Linked DNA regions of Triticum aestivum: regions 1 and 2 are each linked to region 3. Evidence: chromatin contacts called from public Hi-C data. All regions are on one chromosome and are shown on one strand. The core of a region is the stretch at or near the end of the contact, and the rest is flanking DNA. Distances in the headings are between cores, read along the strand shown. Region 1 holds the start of LOC123157271 (glycosyltransferase family 92 protein Os08g0121900). Region 2 holds the start of LOC123159131 (protein STICHEL-like 2). Region 3 holds the start of LOC123156079 (succinate dehydrogenase [ubiquinone] iron-sulfur subunit 1, mitochondrial).

The links. Hi-C and Micro-C count contacts between places; a contact is called where the count stands out from the background.
Region 1: a contact with region 3 is called in a Hi-C map of leaf, with 4 times the contacts expected there. The contact joins the promoter of LOC123157271 here to the promoter of LOC123156079 in region 3. A contact is called at or near these places in 2 of 5 Hi-C or Micro-C datasets (both in leaf).
Region 2: a Hi-C map of leaf shows a contact between it and region 3, with 4 times the contacts expected there. The contact joins the promoter of LOC123159131 here to the promoter of LOC123156079 in region 3. A contact is called at or near these places in 3 of 5 Hi-C or Micro-C datasets (all in leaf) and 1 of 1 datasets of contacts at active chromatin or transcription factors (leaf).

What each region holds. Positions count from the first base shown.
Region 1 is chr7B:398,083,931-398,088,444 of IWGSC CS RefSeq v2.1, reverse strand. It overlaps LOC123157271 (glycosyltransferase family 92 protein Os08g0121900), which reads right to left and starts at 3,035. Exons shown (of 2, transcript XM_044575528.1): 1 at 2,550-3,035; 2 at 178-2,031. The coding sequence starts at 2,754. The coding sequence ends at 455.
Region 2 is chr7B:398,556,481-398,561,094 of IWGSC CS RefSeq v2.1, reverse strand. LOC123159131 (protein STICHEL-like 2) reads left to right here and starts at 2,206. Exons shown (of 6, transcript XM_044576956.1): 1 at 2,206-2,481; 2 at 3,088-4,260; 3 at 4,368-4,584. The coding sequence starts at 3,133.
Region 3 is chr7B:399,081,090-399,085,906 of IWGSC CS RefSeq v2.1, reverse strand. LOC123156079 (succinate dehydrogenase [ubiquinone] iron-sulfur subunit 1, mitochondrial) reads right to left here and starts at 2,097. Exons shown (of 2, transcript XM_044574241.1): 1 at 1,333-2,097. The coding sequence starts at 2,006.

The DNA.
Region 1 (4,514 bases), core at 1,786-4,285, 1.0 Mb after region 3:
TAGGTCATTTTTCCCCAGAAAAGTCTAATATTCTTTCAGTATTACATCAAGCAAGGTGCACCATCTTTGCCGGCATCATTCCATAAGGAATTTGCGACAGATTTCAGATTGGGGATGAACAAATTAAGCACTATAATTTTAGTTGCTCGCACCCACAGTAAGATTAGACAAAAAAACTCAGGGAAACAAAGTCATTCTATGCATTCTCTCTTTCAACAGTGAACTGTTTACTTACCTGTATCTACAAAAGAATCATTTCTCTCTTAGACAGTATGATCAGTGAAAAGAAAAAAATGATGCTTCTAAATTAAGGACAGCAAACCTAACAACAAATTCTAAAAATATAGCGACGCTCTACCACCTAACTTAATTTCGTGTTTCTTCTTTCGTTATCTGTTTTTCTCTCCATGTCATGTACCGTGTGTTGTGTGGATCAAATCCCGTGCTTACCCATCTACCATGGAAGACTTCCAGTCTGTGGGTCTGTGAATTCTTTGTGCACAAAATCTTTCAAACCAGTGTCATATACTTCACAGAACCGACGCGGCCAATCCTCCGGTTCCACTGGTTTGGTCCCTAGACCTGGCGCCCTGTCCCTGGATCCAACATTCTCCTCGTCCTGCCAATCGGCAACATAGGTCGCCACGCGGCCAGCAAACTTTTCTTTGAACACCTCCCAGACTTGGTATTTGTAGTGATTGATCAGCATCACTCCCTGGCCAACATTCACATACTTCATCCCTTCCTTCAGATGGAAGTGGTGCACCACGTTGATCAGTGATGGATTCAATGCATCTGGCCTGACAATTGACTTGTGCCGCTCCGGCGCAGCCAGCCGGCAGGTGTAGCCTGTTGTGACGCCTTTCTTAGGAATCTTAGTCCGGCCTGATGGACCAAAGCTGTGGCATGCAGTCCTGAGTTCACCAATCCTTGGCCTGCTTGAGTAATTCCGGAGGACATCTTGTAGAGTTTGGTTGCCAGGGAAGTGCAGGAACTCATCGATGTCGATGAACCCCACCCACTCGCAGCTCTCCCGCGCCCTGAGTGCACAATGTGCAAATCCAGCCTCCTGAGATTTCATCCAAGGCCACAAGTGGCGTGTTGCATTGTATGCGGATGGATCCATGGAACCGAGGACTTCCTCGATGCCATCATCACTGTTGTTGTCATAGATGAACCACCGTTGCACTCCGATATGGGAGTGGTACATGATCCATTCCCGCAAGAACCGTGCTTGGTTGCGCAGCATGGTGCACACACACATTGAGTGTGCCTTCTGCTGCCGATGTCTTGTATGCCGATGCCGGTTATACCTTGGAAGTGGCTCTGGTTGCGCGATTGAGGGGAGTGTAGAGCTCCCCCGGCCCTTAGTCCTGATGGAGACCAGCATAGGCTTGCCATCACTGTTTCTGTTGATGTTTCCATCAGCTGTCATCCTGAGGTACCGGCGAATGCGGACAGGTGTCACACACCGGAATGTCTCTTGTGCAGCAGAAACCACAGGGGAGGTGACAACGAGCTTCGGCTTTGACAGGTCCCGGCCAAAGACACACTCATACCGTGATGGCACACCGAGACGGCCTGGACGGAGGTTCATCCCTTTGGCAAACACAACGGTGGAGTTGTCCCGGCTGTCAAGAAGTGCGGTGTACACGAGCTGATCCCATTGGAATGGTGTCACCGGAGGTGACTGGGACAGCGACAGGGACACAGCCATCCCAGACGGTCCGGCAGGGCAATGGACGAGGCTTGGTCCATCTGGCAAGGCAGCAACTGAGAGGGGACGACGACGCAGCTGCGTTGAGTTGGCAGTGGAGTACAGGCACTCGAAGTGCCCGGGAGCTGGCAGCAATGATCCGTCACCGAGGATTACGAGAAGATGGTCCGGCAGAGCGACAGCATGCCGGATTTGGACAGACGGTGAAATGGTGCCGGCACCGTTGCCTCCAGCTTGCTGCACCCGGCGCTCCGAGGAGAGGGCGTTCAGGGTCGCCGACGGCCAGGCCGTCAAGAGCACCGGCCGGAAGGACGCTGCATCCATCACAAGAAGACGAGATCAATTAGCAATCACAGGAAGAAATAGCCAAACGGATTTAGCGTGCCTAAATTCTTCATGTGACGACGTGAGGCATTTGCGTTCTATTCTGGGATCAATCAGTCAAAAGGTAGCAGCATGTGACTGACTGGATGGCTAGCGTTACAATTCAGAAACGGCAAGCTGCTATAATCGAGGCAAGAGTCGAGTGATAAGAACTGCAATTTTTCCCGTGAATGGTAGGACTCCAATCAGATCTAACGGCAACCTCGCGAGAAACAGTCCAACTTCCATTTTTCACCATCCAGACGATGAACATCGAACCCAAACAAAATTTCGCATGTAAAAAATGTTCTTTTTGTGTGTTCTTTCTGTCAAAATCATTTGAAATGATCCCACCACCCTCTGCCACGAGATTCCCGTGAGAAAATAAATAATTCTACTATCCTACCTAATCCCAAACCGATTTGGCCCACGCGGGCTCCAGATTCCAGGGGCAGGGGAAGCGGCTCACCTCCAATGGCGTGCACCCCGCCGAAGACGACCGCGCCGGCGCAGAGGAACGCGAAGAACACCGCGAACAGCCGCCGCCGTCCCCCCGCCGCAGGCGACCGGTGACCACCCCTCGCGCCGAAGCTCCCGCCTCCTCCTCCTCCTCCGTTTGCCGCCTTACCACTGCCGAGCCTGCTCAGCTTGCGCTCCTTGGCCGAAACCGCCATTTCGGGAACCTCCCGTCGGTCCGTCCGTCCGTCCGTCCGTCCGTCTACTCCTCACCACCCCGGCAGGAACAGCTCAGATCCACGAGAAGGCCAAGAGGCCGCACCATTCATTCACACCGCGCTACGCGTCGGCGGCGCGACGGCAAGCACCCTCCCTCGATGCCGCGATAGCCGGGGGTGTGCGGAGGTGGTGGCCGCAGAAACCGAAGCGGTGGTTTGCGGCGAGGTGGGAAGGAAGTCGTCGCCGCAGCAGCAGCGGTGGGGTTTATACCCGCGCGCACGGAACCGACGTGTGGGCCAGATGGGCCCGGACGTCGGTGGCACGCGGAGCGTTCCAGACTGTGAGGGGCAGGACCCCTCACTGACAGGTGGGTTCGGGGGTAACGGCACGGCGCGTCCGGCCAATTGGGAGACAGGTGCGTTTAGCTCTGGAGGGGAATGAACATGATGTGTGGGTCCACGCGGTCAGTCGGTGAGACGAGGTGGTGTTTTGGCGTGGTGGAACAGCAATTATTGGGGTGCACATGGAGGATGGTATCCTGTCCTATATGTTCATTTCGGAATTTCCTTTTGTTTTTTGTTTGGACAAAGAGTTTCCTTTTGTTGTTTCATGGGTGCTCACCACATATGCCATGCCGTGTTCATTCGTGAATTTCTTGGAGGAGAATAAAATATACTCCCTCCGTTCCTAAATATTTGTCTTTCTAGACATTTTAAATGACTACTACATACGGATGTATGTAGACATATTTTAGAGTATAGATTCATTTATTTTGCTTCGTATGTAGTTACTTGTTGAAATGCCTAGAAAGACAAGTATTTAGGAACGGAGGGAGTATAATTTATTGAGGTGAGAGAAGAAGACCGCTCAGTTGATTGATGACGTTGCGCGCACAATCGCCTGATTGATGACTTTGCGCGGGTCGACCGCCTCGGGACCCCAAATCAGAATCTGATCCGACGACCCGCAACAACCCCGACCCAAAACGAGTTTTGCAACACCATCCTTGTTGCAAACCTTTCAAGCACAACAGTCAGTTAGTCTGTTGCAGAGTGGCTAGGGTAAGGAAGGCGGTCGCGGCTGGATCCACAATGTCTGCAACACAGCTCCTCGACCTGCAGCGGTGGCTGGATCCACAGCGGCGATGACCAATGCATACGACACACATCGGCGGCTAGTTCCTGCAGTGGTGACGACCGACATAAATCTCCGCGACGATGACGAAGACACATGTCCCCGTCGATGGAGGCCACTCCGACTCTGTTTTCCTAGCAGCAACAAAGGGGGGGTTTTAGGTCGTGTGTCATAAGGAAATGTTTTGGGGTGATTGCAACAAGCCTCTTATTGCAAAGGGCCCGAGGGCAACATTACCCTTGTTGCAAAAGGCTAGCCATGCTTTGTCGGACCGGGGTGCAGCAGCACAATTTTTTTCCTGCAACAGGGGTCTTGTTTCAGAAGGAACGGAACGGTTTGGGGATGCTACGACAAGGCTCCTGTTGCAGCGAACGAGCGCAACACTAACCTTGTTACAAAGACTAACCAAGGATGCTAGACCTACGAAAGCTTTGTACGTAACCTACCTAATTACCCTTCTCCCCTAACTAAACTGTGGAGGTACCAGATCTGAAGTTTGATGGCGTGTCCGGGGTGTTGCCCCGGTCTGATTCGTTCAACGATAATGGCTTTGCCTTTGGCGAGCCACCTTGGAGGTCCGCAAAGCTGCATATCAGTGATGGGGCCACGTCGAGTTCGGTTGAGG
Region 2 (4,614 bases), core at 957-3,456, 520 kb after region 3:
ATACTAGAATTTAGATCATAATTTAACAGATTCATCAAAAACGGGTTTACAGTGAAAAATACACTTTCCTCTTCACAGAAACGTGGCTGGCCGATTTAGTTGTTTAAAACTGGAGGTGGAGTGGTCCATGTGATTCTGAACCTCAAGTCTACCCCCGTCCATAAATTTCTCCCCGGAGATTCAGAACAAGGACCGGTGTCCTCCTACAAATGACAGGAAAGTACTCCATTGATGGCGCGTTTACGCCCTGACAAAATCTTGCGTCTGCTGCCTCCATGGAGATCTTCCACTGTAGCCGCAGCATTGCTATACAAAGCAGTCGATCCAGTTCAGTAAAGAGGGGTTCTCTTGTGTCTTGAAGAAAGGTGGATTTTACCCTTGCCATTTGCCGTGTCGTGGACAGATGGATGGATGGAACACTTGTTGTCCTGTCTGCTCCAACAGTCCACACACAGCGCGACACACGGCCCCCTTCTCTCTGTACTGCAGACTTTCACAGCGCGTGCATGTGCATCTTCTTCACAAACAAGATGGTAGAGGGAAAATGGGAGAGAGAGGTGGCATGGAGCATGGAGATGGGAGAAAGATAGAGGATTCTTTTCCAGCTTTTGCTGGCATGTGTCCGTAGCGGAATTGCATGCATGGGATTCCATCCCAGCCCAGTCCAGCAATTCCCACTGTAGAAGCGCCGCACTTTGTCGATTATACTTTGTCAAGCTGATTCATTTTATCTACTAGCTTAATACTCAAATGAATTACTAGTACCCATAAGAAAGTGCCTATATCGAGGTGAAGGAGCATGCAGTATCACAAGATGTTAGTGTCGTGCTCAGCACTGTTTGCTCCTAGACCATAGGTTGTATGGAAGCCAAACCAAGGGTCAAACCAAAAGTGGGACCTTTTCACGGATAGCTACGCACACCGTCGCTGTTAGGCTAGCCAGGCTCCTGTTTTTAATCACAGGAGCCTACTGTACTGATCTAGCATGATTAAGAACACAGGCCGGCTAAACTTCATAGTATTATTTTTCAAAGAAAAAGATAAGCACGAGGAACTGTCTGATTTGGGAGTGCTTACCCTGTAGATTCGGGCACGATGATGCGATCATATCTTAAATGGCGGGCTAATCTCATGATTAAAGCCAACATTTGTTTCAGCAGCGCAGCGAGCAGAGTCGAGACTACTAGCTCATCACCAGCGCCCTGCCTTCGTTGCCTAATCACTAGCAGTAGTAATGAAATGGTGATTAGAAAACGAGTAAACACATCGCCGCACCTAACTAACCTTGGCCCCCCTGTGTCGTATCCCCGTTAAAAGAAGAGAGAGATAAATAATACCGCGAACATGTGCTCTAGAGAAAAAGAAGGTCCCAGACATCCATTCCACCCTCCATCTCCTGGCACAAGAAACAAATGCTCAAGGTGGGTGCTGCATTGCATACAAAACAGAGAACAGTGCAACCATCACAATTCCATAACATGGGTAGGCTCCAAATCAGATGATAAACAAATCAACTACTCCTACAAAAACAAAAAAATCAGACGATGATGAGATGCCCTCGGATGGGAAAAGACGATCTTGTGCCATCATAATATACATGTCCGTCTGAAACACATAATTTCCTCTTGATTGATCTCCACAAATCTTCAGAATTGTACTCCGGATTCGGCAACCATCCGTGCGAGCGAGCGTGCGTGCAGTTGGACAAAAACAGGGGTACAAGGGCAATTGCGTGCTGTCAAACAAATAAGGAAACCCGGCGTTTCAAACGGTACTGTGATTGCCGTTTGATGTGCAATTTACGCAGGAAACAAAAACGAGGCCACGCCAGGAAAGCCAAATTTTGCTTTTGGGCGAAACAGAGTTATTCTGGCAGTAAAGGATGAGCAAAGGACGAGCAGAGCACAGAGAAGCGGTGGGGTCACGAGCCCCCGCCCCCGCCATCAGCAACAGTAAATCTGACGCCATCCTCACGCGCCCCTCGGTCGCCGACGCGTGGGCCCGGGTCCAACCTGTCATGGACTCGGCGCACGGCCACTGCCCCGTCCGTTATGATTCGGCCGTGACGGAGCCGCGCAATCCTCTCGGTAAAAGACGAGCATGCCCCTGCTGTTCACACCAATCTACGGCTGTAAAGCCACCGATGAGCGATGGCACGCAGCCCGAGGCGCGGCCGGCCTCCGATTTCCTCTACTCCAGTCTCCACCCAGGCCTCGCGGGGCTAACCATCCGTCGACTTCGGGCGAATTTACGCGCCCTGCCACTGCGCTGCCCCTCGTCTTCTTCTTGCTCCTGCGGCCCCTCCACCCCGCCTCCCTCCGCTTCGCTCGCGTTATTAATGCGGTGGCGGCGGCGGTGGTGGTAAATACCGGGAGCGAACTGGAGCGTGGCGGTGGCGGTGCCTAAAGGCTGTGCCGGTTTTCCTCTCCTCGTCGGCGGCGGCGGTGGCGGTGGCCGGCTTCGCGGTGGTAGGGACGTAGGGTAAGCTTTCTTTCGGTTCGAATCCCGACCTTCCCTCTTCTGTTCCTGCTTGGTTTCCTTCTGGTTGTTCGGTTCGCGTGTCGCCGAGATGCTCTGATTCTTCGTTTTCTTTTCCTTCTTTGAGGTGCATTCCTCTATGGGGAATTGCGCTCCCGTCTCCCTTTTTTAAATCCCCCCGCTGCCAGGTTTTTCTTCCAAGAACCTCAATTCCCAGGTTGTTTTTTCTCTCCTCTTGTTTTCTCTTCTCAGATGCGTTCTGCATTTACGATTTTGTTTCTTCTTCTTTGCGAGTTCTCTCTCTCTTTTTTTTTACCAGTGCAAGATTGATTTGCTCAAAACCGTACACCCAATTTCTATCCTTTTCTGCTCCCAAGATTGATTGTCTGCGCGGTAAATGCTGTTAGGGTAAATCGCAGCGGGAGGGAGTCTGTTTCCTGAAAAATCGCGGTCCACGGCCTGCATTTCCTGTTACCAAATATCTAAAAATAGATGGAAATTTTAGATGGGGAATCTGCTTCATGTTTCAAAATTTCGTGTTAGCGTGCAATGCATGTGCTTTCCTTGTCACAAGTCAACATTGTTCCTAAAGACTCGTCAGCATTGCAGGATTCAGCTGTCTGCAGTCTTATCAGCCTGCGGAAGCTTTGCAAGATGATTGAGGGGAGGAGGCATTCGGTTGATATCCCGATTTCGAGGGCTCTGGTCGCTGTCATGAGGTCCAGATCTCTGAGGGACCCAGACACCAACTCGCTGGCCAAGTTCTCGGCCAAGAAGACCATCTGGGAGGGGTGTTCCCTCGAGGAAGATGACGTGGAGGCAAGCAATTACGGCAGGCACAGCTTCAGCTACAACATGTATGATCATGTCCAGAGGAGGAGGGAGGAGTTTGGCGGCCGCCTCGCCAACTCTCCGATCAACATAATCAAGGCCAACGCGCGGGTGAAGGCGGCGCTTCATAACCAGAACTGCTGCTCTGCGATCCCCGGGATGTCGAGAGCTGCCAAGGACAGGGCTTTCTCTCTGGTGATTGAAGGGGAAGAGCTCGGCCGGAGTGAGCCCCAGGAAGGCGCAAGAAGCTTGCTCCAGAAGTACCGGCCAAAGTCTTTCTCTGAGCTGGCTGGACAGAATGTTGTTGCACAGTCTCTTTCAAACGCTGTTTCTCAAGGAAAGCTTGCTCCAATCTATCTCCTCCACGGCCCGCACGGCATTGGCAAGACATCCGCGGCTAGGGTATTTGCAGCGGCGCTGAATTGCCTCTCTCCAGGTGGGAACCAACCTTGTGGGCACTGCGAGGAATGCGTGGCCATATTCTCAGGAAACAGCAACAGTGTGGTAGAGGTTGATGCTTCCAAACTGGATTGCAAATCTAGAGTTGCTGTCTTGCTCAGGAATGCCTGTGAAATTCCTGCTTCTTCGCACTTCAAGGTACTTATTGTAGATGATTGCCAACATATGGATAAGGAGGGATGGTACTCCATCTACAGTAGCCTTGAAGGGATCCCTGCAAGCTCAATATTTGTCATGATAACATCCGACATCGATAAACTACCAAGCAACTCCGCTGGATGGTGCCAGAGCTATAGGTTTTGCAAGATAGATGATGCAGATATTGTCCGCCGGTTGAGCAAGATTTGCACAAAAGAAGGTATGGAGTTCGAAGCCGAAGCGCTGGAGCTTCTTGCTCGCAAGGCAAGTGGTTCCATTCGGGATGCAGTTCAAATGCTTGACCAATTAACTCTGCTCGGAAAAAGGATCAGCAAATCAGTAACATACGACCTAGTAAGTTGATTTACTCAAGCTTTCTAGCTTCATATATATCATCAGAAAATATGTTATCCTTTTTTCTTCTTTGAACCTATAAATAACCTCCAATTATATTTTGGCAGATAGGTGATGTCTCAGATGAAGAGTTGCTTGATCTTCTTAATCTGTCTATGTCATCAGATGCTGCTACCATTGTTCGGAGGGCTAGGGAGCTTTTGAGTTCAAAGGTCGATCCCATGCAGCTATTGGCTCAGCTTGCAAATCTTATCATGGATATTTTAGCTGCGAAGCAACCCTCAGATTCTTCAGAAGTTAGGAAAGTTACTGGCAAAAATACATGTACGTGCACTTCCCTTCCTAGGCAAACTT
Region 3 (4,817 bases), core at 848-3,347:
CATATTTTGCTGCAAGAATTCTACGTTTGTGATCCCGCAAGTTTCTCTTCTCTGAGACTGAGACCCCATGGTATCCTCGAGCTTGGACGTGCATGAACATGCTGGGTTTTGGTTTCATTAGCGTCCCCCACAGCGGAAGCATGCTGGGTTTCGGTTTCATTAGCGTCCCCCAATCCGGAAGCCTAAAAAGGGTGAACGGGCGAACGTGTCATGGACTTAACAACATCCTAAAGCTTACAGCAAAAAGGCATTAAATATATTAGACAATTATCATTTTAATTTTGGTAGAACATAACCATAATTTGCTGGTAAAGGGGAAACTAGAATGATCTCTACTGAAACAGAGGCCACCACAAATAAAAGTAACTTCCGAATCAAGGCCTCATCAAGAATCAGGCTACTAGGGGGGGGGGGGAGCTAAACTAGTACTTTCGATGTCATCAAGAATGTCGTGAAGAAGCATACTACAAAAACTACAGACTAATGATTATTTCCAGCAGCGGCATCAACTTCCAAATCAATCAGCCAAAGACCAGATAAAAGAGAATAGAAGCAGTCACCAAACAGAAATTTCACACTATCCACCAAATGATCATCTACACCGCTTCGCCGGGGGGCTAGCAAAAAAGTAACAGATGATCATTGCATGAATCGACCCAAAAAATATACAAACAATCACTGATGCCCTAATGTGTATAGGCAATCTTCAACCAAATGGGCATTTCACTCTATCCACCAAACAACATCTACACCGCTTCGCCAGGGGGCTAGCAAAAAAGTAACAGATGATCCTTTGCATAAATGGACCCAAAAAAATATACAAACAATCACTTAAGCCCTAAAATGTAAAGGCAATCTTGAAGCAAATGGGCATTTCACACTATCCACCAAACGATGGTCATCTACACAGCTCAGCAGGCAGTAACAGATGGTCTTCATTTTCTTTGTTTTGCTCCGCTTGCGAGCTGTAATCTTTATGACTTTGTGCTACTTCGAAACTTTTTAATAAGATGGCTGCATGCATCATTATGATGCAGAGGCCGGGGGTACGCCTCCATTTCCAAAAAAAAATGGACCAAATAATTCAGCTTCACAACAGACCAGCGAATCATTCTCCTAGATAAATAAACGCACTTAGTTGCACACCCAACTACCTAAGCGAGATAAAAACCACCCTACGTATCATCGCACAACCAATTCACAGCATGACACACCAACCGATCAATCACATGTCATTCAGTAATCGAGTAGATCCAGCAGACAGACGCAACATACTCAGCATATCATCACAATTCACGATATCAAGAGCCTACGAGGAAGGTGCGGGTATACCTGTTGGCATGGAGCAGCGCGGCGGGGCCGAGATACTCCTCTGGGTTCCACCAGTAGGACGGGCAGGATGTGGAGCAGCAGGCGCAGAGGATGCACTCGTACATGCCATCGAGCTTGGCGCGGTCGGCCTTGGACTGGTAGATCTCCTTCCCTCCAGCCGCCGGCGGGTCCTTGCGCTTGAGCCACGGCTCCACGCTCTTGTACTGGTTGTAGAAGTTGGTCATGTCGACGACGAGGTCCTTGACGACGAACATGTGGGGGAGCGGCGAGATCGTGGAGGCCCCGGCCGCCTCCGAGGAGATCTTGGTGAGGCAGGCCAGCCCGTTGTCGCCGTCGATGTTCATGGCGCAGCTGCCGCAGATGCCCTCGCGGCAGCTCCGGCGGAAGGTGAGGGACGGGTCCTGCTCGTTCTTGATCTTGAGGAGCGCGTCGAGCACCATGGGGCCGCAGTCGGAGAGGTCCACCTTGTAGTCCTTGAGGTGGGGCTTGGTCGACGGGGAGTCCGGGTCCCAGCGGTAGATCGAGAAGGTCTTGGTGCTGGCTGGCTTCGATGAGGGGGGCGGCGGCGCGGGGGATGAGGAGTGGGGCTTGGAGGCGACGAGGCGGGAGGAGAGGGCCGGCGAAAGGAGAGCGCGCGCCGCCGGCGAGCGGCGGAGGAGGGCGGCGGCGGCCATCGATTTGGGGTTTCGCGTTTCTCTCTCTCTCTCTTTTCTCCTTTATTTTTGGGAGGTTGGAGAGGGGAAGGGGCTCGTGGTGGGCTTAGGCCCAGCTGGGTATATATATATTCGGGCGTAGATGGGTGGATGACGTGTGGGGTCAAGTTGGAGGTAAAGGAATGGCGGTTCTAGGGTTGAGATGGGTTACTGACAGGTGGGGCTCCTGAAAGCTTGGGTTGGGCCTTCTTGTGGATGGGGAGGGTGGAGATGTGGACAAGCTCTGGGCCGTTTGCAAGATGACAAAGGGAAGTTGGCTAGGGAAAATGACTTCAGCGTAGCGCCAAGCTTTATGGGATTTGTGTAGCTTTTTCCTCCTCTCGTTTTTCAGGTCTTCTATTTCAGTTTTGACGCTGTTGTCATACCGGTCTTCAATGTCAGAATTTGAGAATAGTCTAGGAAACTGAAACTACCTTTATACTATTGTACTATCTCCTTCCTGAGTTTCTGGTTTATTAGTCCCTTTAAAATTTGTGCTAAATTTTGATCAAATATTTAACTGACAAAATATTAGCGCAGTCAACAAAATTATATCATTGGATTCGTATTTAAACATAGTTTTTAGTGATATAATTTATGGTGACATGCAAAAACATTTTATTAGTTAAATTTATGGTTAAAATTTGACACAGATTACAATGGGGATCAATAAACCAGGACATAGGTAGTAGTTAACAACATACTTCGTTCATAAATGTAAGACGTTCTGGCATTTTTAATGTGCTTGTTCACTAATTTCAATTTACATGTAGTTTATATTAAAATATTCAAAACATCTAATATTTGTGTACGGAGAGATAATTTTGAATGTAAAATAGAATGAATAAATTAAGTCGTTCGTACACAACGGTTTTCTCCATTTTTTCTTTCTCCTTTCCTCCATTTTTTCTTTGGATTTTTGTTTCTTTCCTAGTTTCCAACGGTTTTCATTGTTTTTCTGTTTTTCTATGCTTTTGTATCGGTTTTGACTGTCTTCCATTCTTTTTGCACTTCTTTCCTCGGTTTTCTTTTTTTCTTTGGTTATTTTGTTTCTTTTGGGGTTTTCATGTTTTTTCTTTGTTTCTTTTCGTTTTTGTCATATATTTTCCTTACATGTCAAGAATATTTTTTAACACATGTTTAATATTCTTCAAATACATGTTTCATTTTTTTTTTCATACATGGTCAACATTTTTAAGATTTTCAAATGCTTGATTAACATTTTTTAAATACAAAATTACCATTTTTAGAATACATGGTCAACATTTTTCTATACACATTTTGACATTTTCAATGTTTGATTAACATTATGCAAAACACAAGATTTACATTTATTTGAGACAAGGTCAACATTTTCTCTGTACACATTAGGAAAATTCAAATGCTTGACTAACATTTTTCAAATACATTTTTAAAATTTTAAATGCTTTATTAACATTTAATCAATACATGATCAACTTTTTCCACACACATTGTATATTTTTAGTATACATGAGGAACATTTTCTTTATACACATTTAATATTTTTTAAATGCCAGGTTAACTTTTTTATTACATGGTCAACATTTTTTGTATACACATTTTAAAGTTTTTTTCAAATGCTTGATTAATAATTTTCAGATACAAGATTAACATTTTCTGAATAGGTGGTCAAATAATTTTCTATACACATTTTTACATTTTCAAATGCTTGATTAATATCTTTTTAAAATACAAGTCTGATAATTTTTTAATACATAATCAAAATTTTCTACACCCATTTAACAATTTCCAGATGCTTGCTTAACAGTTTTTAAATACTTGTTTATCATTTTTTCAACTGCTTGATTAAGATCTTTATGCTTATTTAACAAAAAAATCAACTGCTTGATTAAGATTTTTCAAATGTTCAGTCCTACATCGTGTCCCCGGCCACCAACGCCACGCGCAGCCCTACCCTCGCACGCTCGAACCGCATCCTGCGTCCAGCTAACGTCACTCCGGTCAGGCCCCTCCCCTGAGCGTGGTCGTGGCTTCGGCCACTATTCGACCATGACCTTAGCAATGTCGCGGAGCGTAAGCCGGCACAAAGGAGGTCTGGCTCCTTCCCTTTGACCCCTTGGACCAGCCCGAGTCCCGGCCAAGCTAGTCATAGGCCGGCGCAGACCTAGCTGGCCGTCACCACCGAACACGGCGACGCCATGGCCCCTACAACCCCTCCCGGCCTATAAAAGGGCACCTGAGCCCTCCAAACACCTCACACTACCTCCACTCCTCTCCCTTACATACCACACGCTCTCTAATACTTGCCGCCGCAGCCTCTAGCCAGCCAATCAGACTGAGCTCGGCCGCTCGAACCTCGCCATCGGCAGCCCCACCCACGGCTCCTCAAGCCCAGCCTTCACTGCCAGTAGATTCACCACAACCTACTGACCTCACCCACACCCTTAGCCAACCCAATTAGAGCGTCTTCACTGGAGTTCATCCTCGCCCGAAGACCATCGTCGCCCGCGCAGAAGAAAGCGACACCGCCCGACCGCCTCCGTAGAAGCCACGGGTATGAGAATGATCATTGGAGAGCTGTCGTCCCCGTGGGCCAACCCACTCGAGGCCCTAAGCCCTCCTATCGCTGGAGAACCATCGGGCCGACATTTTAAAAGAAAACCTGACGGGTGCCCCCCACCCGTGAGTGACTCACTTAAGGCCGGAAGCGGTACGCTGGCTGATGACCCACAAGTATAGGGGATCAATCGTAGTCCTTTCGATAAGTAAGAGTGTCAAAGTCAACGAGGAGCAGAAGGAAATGACAAGCGG